2 separate regions of the Mus musculus genome follow, and region 1 is linked to region 2. A link is a contact called in public promoter capture Hi-C data. All regions are on one chromosome and are shown on one strand. The core of a region is the stretch at or near the end of the contact, and the rest is flanking DNA. Distances in the headings are between cores, read along the strand shown.

What was found. Promoter capture Hi-C pulls out the DNA fragments that hold promoters and counts their contacts.
Region 1: a contact with region 2 is called in a promoter capture Hi-C map of pre-B cells, with 7 times the contacts expected there. The contact joins the promoter of Ttc23l here to the enhancer-like site in region 2. A contact is called at or near these places in 5 of 39 promoter capture datasets (the 3T3-L1 cell line, the C10 cell line, the HPC-7 cell line and 2 more).

The regions. Positions count from the first base shown.
Region 1 is chr15:10,557,257-10,560,328 of GRCm38.p6, forward strand. It overlaps Ttc23l (tetratricopeptide repeat domain 23-like), which reads right to left and starts at 1,413. Exons shown (of 13, transcript NM_001378877.1): 1 at 1,339-1,413; 2 at 326-397. The coding sequence starts at 1,394. It also overlaps the pseudogene Gm8174.
Region 2 is chr15:9,092,551-9,095,689 of GRCm38.p6, forward strand. It overlaps Nadk2 (NAD kinase 2, mitochondrial), which reads left to right. Exons shown (of 13, transcript NM_001040395.4): 6 at 164-300. Among named protein-coding and RNA genes, the nearest start is that of Nadk2, 23 kb to the left of the region's middle. Within about 2 kb of position 1,646, at least 95 of the 459 cell types and tissues checked have an H3K27ac peak or open chromatin away from gene starts, as enhancers often do. A contact at or near this core is called in stem cell-derived epiblast-like cells, where this site is marked.

The DNA of each region.
Region 1 (3,072 bases), core at 163-2,662, 1.5 Mb after region 2:
TTATGTTTTTTTTTTCCCTCACTGGCTTTACTAGAGTTGTAATAATGCTTTATTTTTGTAAACCTTCATATTTTTGTAAATCTTTATTTTTGTAAATCTTTATTTTTGTAAATCTTCATAAATTAGAAAAGAAATTTTTTTCGTCCCTCTTTGAGAGGTTGTCAACCTGACTGGATGCTTAATATTAACATACAGTCCAGCTGTGGACCTTTCTCTTCTGTGGAAAGTGCTCACAGAGCTCTTGACTTGGGCTTTCCTTAAAATGGGAAGTCCTACCCTTTCTGGCCAGTGAGCTGCATCTTGTCAAGGCACTGTCAGTACTTACAGGTGGAAGCAGAAGTCCCAGTCGGCGTCATTGCTAACAGTTGGAATGCAGATGGGGTTGGCTTGCATCTTCCTACCAAGAGTCACGTGTGAGGTAAGCTTTGGGGGAAAGGGCTTAGACATCTGTTCTAATTGCCCTCCGGTGGATGCTACTGACTTTAAATTAAAAGTGCTAAATATAAATCTACAAACGGACTATGCAGACCCATGTTTAGAGACTCCTAAGAAAAACTGAAGGTGCTTATCAGGGTTAGATTTAGTTTCCCTAACTTCTACTCTAGATTACATCTCCAAAGTTCTTTTAAAAGCATTTCTTAAACCACACACCTTTTACCTCTACTGGATCATCCAAACTATGGCGACCTATTCAACCCAAATATTGTTTGGCTGCGCTAAGGAAAAGCCAAATAAAAAATTTCTTTTCCAGGAGTCATGTCACTATTTAATCGGAAGTTCTAGTTAAGAGGCTAAAACTACTTAGGCTGCTACTGTCAGCTGTTGACTAAGTGACCCCGTGGGAAGATGCGGGATGTGGTTAATAATTTGTGGAATGTATTTCTCTATATTATCCCTAACCCTTAAATGCACACCTTACTGATTAATAACACCATCCAAGTCGTACCCTGAAGAATACTGTGGTAACTTTCCTTGATCCAGGCTCCAGAACACCCAACTTTGGGGGGGAAAAAGGGTGGGGTGGGGATAGGGGGTGGACAGAAGGGCTAACTTCCCTTTTCTAAGTCCTACTTTTTTCACATTCTGAACTCTCAAAGCCCCACACACAGTTCCCACGCAGTTGCACTGGATCCTGGATGGACTAGGACACCACACTTGGCCCCCCTCTAGGACAAATCTCTCGATGCTCATCCCTGGCATTTCTATTGTTGCTTCCTAACTGTGGACGCCCCTGGAGCTCGGCTACCATCTTCCCTGCCTGCGTTCTGGGCCCCTGCTCCAGAAGCTGGTGAGCTCTTCTGGCTCACTGACACAGAAACACCTTCCCAGCCTGCTCACCGGGCCAGGCAGTTCAGACCTCTGCTACCTCGGGCCTGTGCGGGTGCCCGGGCCATGAGGAGTCTCGCTGAAGCTGGGCTTCTGGATCTGGAGACAATGCGTTGCCATGGGAATGGAACACTGCCTTAAGGTTGATGCAGGGAGCACCAAAAGGAGGCACTTTCGGCCAGCCAAGGCAAACCCTGGCGTTCATCCTTACTGCTGCTGAGTGGTCTTGCAGTGCCTTGTCGCACAAGGACATTATTTCTTGAAGATGAAGGAAGATCCCGTGGAAGAAAGGAAGGAGCTGCAGGCTTCAGGGGCCTGATGGTTTTAAAACTGCCATGTCTATGCGAGTTTTCAGCAATGATTGGCTAGCCAGTCCTCCCCTTTCCTGAAGCAACGTTCATTCTCCAGGTGTTCTAGGGTCACGGTCAGTGTTACCTCCTTGGGTAAGGGTTAGAGTCACGCTTGTTGAAGAAAACAGTACAGGGAGATTCAGGAATGGGCCAATACATGTCCAATGGTTAAGATTTCAGGGAGAAAGGCACATGTGGCAAACACCACACGCAGGTTTGTACCACAAGGTCACAGAGCACACAAGAGCACACTCGCTGTGGCACACATTTGAAAGTGATATAATGAATCATACTATGCACTAGGCTCTTAACAACTGAGCAGGTAAGTCCCTCCTGTTTTAAAAAGAACGCCTGTGGAGAAAAGCAATTCACAGTTATTTTGTATGCTTTGCATTTGTTCTTACGTATCTGGAGTGGAAATTCATCACTGACTCTAGAATGTCAAGAAAGCCTTTCGAGGCAGGAGGATTTAACTGAGTTTGCTTTCGTATGTGATAAACGCTGATGGTCTGTCAATCAAGGGTTAACTCTGTACCCTAAAGTGCCTACGTCTGGAAAGATCCCAGCCTGTCTTTTTCTCTGGTTTCTAAGAGAAGCTTCAGCATGAAATGATGGCCAGAGTGATAAACGTGGTTTCAGGATGGGAGGGTTGCCGTTTTGACTCCTAGGTTTGGTGTAGGTCCCATCCAGTGGGTATCCGTTGCTTTGACTACACTATAAGTGTACATGTACCCTTTGCTCTCTAAAGCTTCTTTGGTTCTAGGATTCTATGAAGATTTTTGTGACCCCATGACTGATATTTAACATTTTAAAAGAAGAGTCTATTTTTATATTATCTAAGACTCATTTCCCTTAATAAAGTCAGACACCATCAAGTCAAAATCTTAAACCTGTGAAGGGAAAGTTTCTTTATTCCAAATACTTGTTTTTGCCGATCATTGTGACTGTTAGTGTGGTACCAGAATTGACACTAAATTCCCCTTCCTAAAGGTGATGATGAGTCTGCCTCCATTTAACTAGCCCTGAACAGAAAAGAAGCAAGTTGCTTTCATCTGCAAAGTTACAAAGCAAAGTCACACAACCTTAAAGTCTCAACATTACAAGTCTCCGATTCTTTTTCTTTCCGCGCCATCTTAACCCTGTCCCTCAAATGTAAATTTTAGTAATGTGTATGAACTGAGGCTTGTTGGCTTACTCTGGAATGGAGTGGAGTGCCGTTAGTCACCACAGCTAACTCTGGAATGGAGTGGAGTGCCGTTAGTCACCATAGCTAACTCTGAAATGGAGTGGAGTGCTGTTAGTCACCATAGCTAACTCTGAAATGGAGTGCCGTTAGTCACCATAGTTAGTTCTTGTATGTCTACTCACACACTCACTCTTTTTTTTTTTTTTTGGG
Region 2 (3,139 bases), core at 396-2,895:
TCTGCCTCTCTAGTGCTGGTATTAAAGACATGTGGATGCCACTGTGCTCAATCTAGAATTAGCTTCTCATATACATCTTTCAGTTTGCTGAGGCTATCCTAATGTCTATTCTTTACCTAAGTGTGTTTGATTTTACTATAACCTCCCTTTCCTTCCCTTTCAGGTGGTTGTGGAGGCAGCGGATCAGGTTATATCTGGAAGGGACTGGCATAAACCCCACTCCCGTGGACCTTCACGAACAGCAGCTGAGCTTGAATCAGCACAGCCGAGCCTTTAACATCGAAAGAGCGCACGATGAAAGTAGGTGGCCAGAGCCAGCCTGGAGTGGGCACTGTTTGATTCCTAAGTTTTGAAACAGTAATTTACATGTCATTTGCTTTTAGTGTCACTAATAACTCCTTCACCCCAAGCCTGTGAAACTGAAACCCCACCTATGTCTCTTTAGCCCAGTTATTGGCTGTTAATTTACCAACCAGAAATAATATTTGGGGGCAGGATCACTCAGCATCTAAATGTGGACTCGATTGTCTCTGGGGCAACCTGACTTGGGGGCTCAAAATAAGCATAAGAATACAAGCAGCATTAGGCCAACCTACTATATTTCCCCCTTTTTTGTCCAAATAAGAAGGCTTTCTCTTATAGTAAAACAATACATAGTAGGAACTATTTTGGAACAATTATGAAAATTATTATGACTTACCTTTAAAGGTTCAGTCTGTATCGTGTACCTTAGATGAGGTACTTAACTGTCTATCCTATCGCAGTGAGCTTACAACACTGTACTTAAATCATCTTCTAATTTAACTTGTATTTCCACCCTAAAATCATCTTTTCAAGTCTAGAACGTCTTCACTGCTAAACAACTTAAGTTTAACTATGAGACTATAACTGTCTTCAACCCCGTCAGAGATCTGAGAAGGGATTAAATATTACCTGAGTGTGCAGGAAGAACAAAGACACAAGCTTCCAAAACTACAGACATGACAGAGGTAGCTGACTGCCTAGACAGTCCCCAACATTTGTCACACCGTTGGAGCATCTATCTTACAGTTCAGAGGTTTAGTCCGTGACAGAAAACACGGCAGAGTCCAGGCAGGCATGAGCTGGGCAGGAGCTGAGAGTTCTACATCTTGGTCCATAGGCAGCAGAAGGAGGCTGTATATCCTACTGGGCATACCTTGAACATAGGAGACCTCAAAGCCGGCCCCCACGGTGATGCACTTCCTCCACCAAGGCCACACCTACTTATAGTACCACTCCCAGTGGGCCAAGCATGAGTCAGTGGGGGCCATACCTATTCAAACCAATGCACCCTGTGTCTAAAACAAAACAAAGCAAACTCCTCAAAAACCCGAAATGCAAAAAATACTATATCTAGTGTAATAAACATGTGTGCAGACTTATGTAATGTGCAGGTCAGAGGTCGTGCTGGTGAGGGTGTGGCTCAGTGTATTCAGTATCTAATGAGAGTTCATCTCTACTGCTGTGTGACAAATTACTTCATCCTTTAGCATTTTAGGCGTACATATTTATAACCTCACAGGATGTGAAGGTCATAATCCAGGGACATTTCACCTCTTAGTCCTGGTGTAGAGTTCCTTGGGAGGTAACACTCAGCTGTCAACCACAACAGCAGCGCTTGGAGATGGGACAGCCCAGGAGAAGTCACTTCCTGTTTCTCGCAGATTGTTGTGTCCGGCCAGCGGATCACATGTCTGGGTTCTAGCCTGGAAAGGCATTTTGGAAACCTGGAAGAGAAGAGAGGCTAGGCTAAGATGCAGCTAAGACAGCCATGCTGATCAAAGCTCAATTTTACTATTCCAAACGCAGTTATGAAGCAGGGGAAGGGGGCCCGATTCCTGCCAAATCATCTTGGGGTCCAGTAGCAGGGTGACCACGTGTATGGCTCCGGAACAGCAAAGCGGAGGGCTCCAGCAGTGGGCGTGGCAGAGCGATTGAGCGGCAAGCTCCACCCTGATGTAAACAGTGGAACCTTTAAGGCTGGCTTCAGGCTGGGGGAGGGGAGGCTACAGCAGATGGCTTCAGTTCCAGCCACTCCACAGTGCAGTGTGTGAGCTGAGGGGGAGGGCAGAGACGCACAGCGAGATAGAAGTGCAGTCTTTTCTAACCGAGTCTCAGAAGTGGGTGCACGGCCAGAGTGTCTGTGCTGCACCTGTTGGCCGTGGAACCCACTTCTGCTGTGACGTAATGTAATGGAAGGGCGTGAATCCTGGGTGGCAGGAGTTACTAGAGACGAGCTGCCCACCATAACTGGGATGGACTCAGTAAGTGTTGACTTCGAGGAAGTGTGTGAGAAAGGGACAAGTGAACTTTTGCCATAATGTCTGTCCTGTGAGAGACACTTGACTCTAGTCCTGCTGCTGATGACAGGATAGGGGGAGAGGATGGGCTGGGGGGTGGGGGGTGGAGGGGAGGCATGGGGCTGGTATTTTCAGTTGAAAACTGATAAAGGACAAAAAGTAAAGGGACCTCTTTACAGATGACAAGATCAAGTTTAATCACCCCAGTACTGAGAGTGCTTGCAGGCTTTTCTATTGTCATGACGGAGAACACTTACTTAATGGTATATATAGATTAAATAAAAGATGGGGATTTTTACAGATCTTGAAGGAAGATGTAATGTTTTTCTGATGTTGACATTCTAAAAATATTTTTGAGGTTTCTCCAATTGAAAAAACACTGCTGTCCCCCTCCCCTCCCCTCCCCTCCCCTCCCCTCCCCTCCCCTCCCCTCCCCTTCTTCCCTTCCTTTTTTTTCCTTAAAATTTTTTTCTGTTGAAGGATTAGAACATTTTTCCTTTCCTTCCTCCACACCCTTACTTCTGCCCCTTCCTTGTTATCTTTCAAATTCATGGCTTCATTTTTCATTAATGGTTATTATGTGCACATATGTATATATAGAGATGCATTCCTATGACCTTCTCAGTCTGCATGCTACTTGCATGTGTGTTTTTGGGCAGATCACTTGGTATTGATAACCAGCTGCTGTGTTCGTCCCTGGCTAAGAGCCCTTTGCTCTCAGCATCCCTTGGTGGCCTCTAGTTCTCTGTGGAGGCTTGGGGCATCGTGGGCTTTTCCTTGTGTCCCTGTTCAGTTCAGTTCACACAGCCATGCTAGCA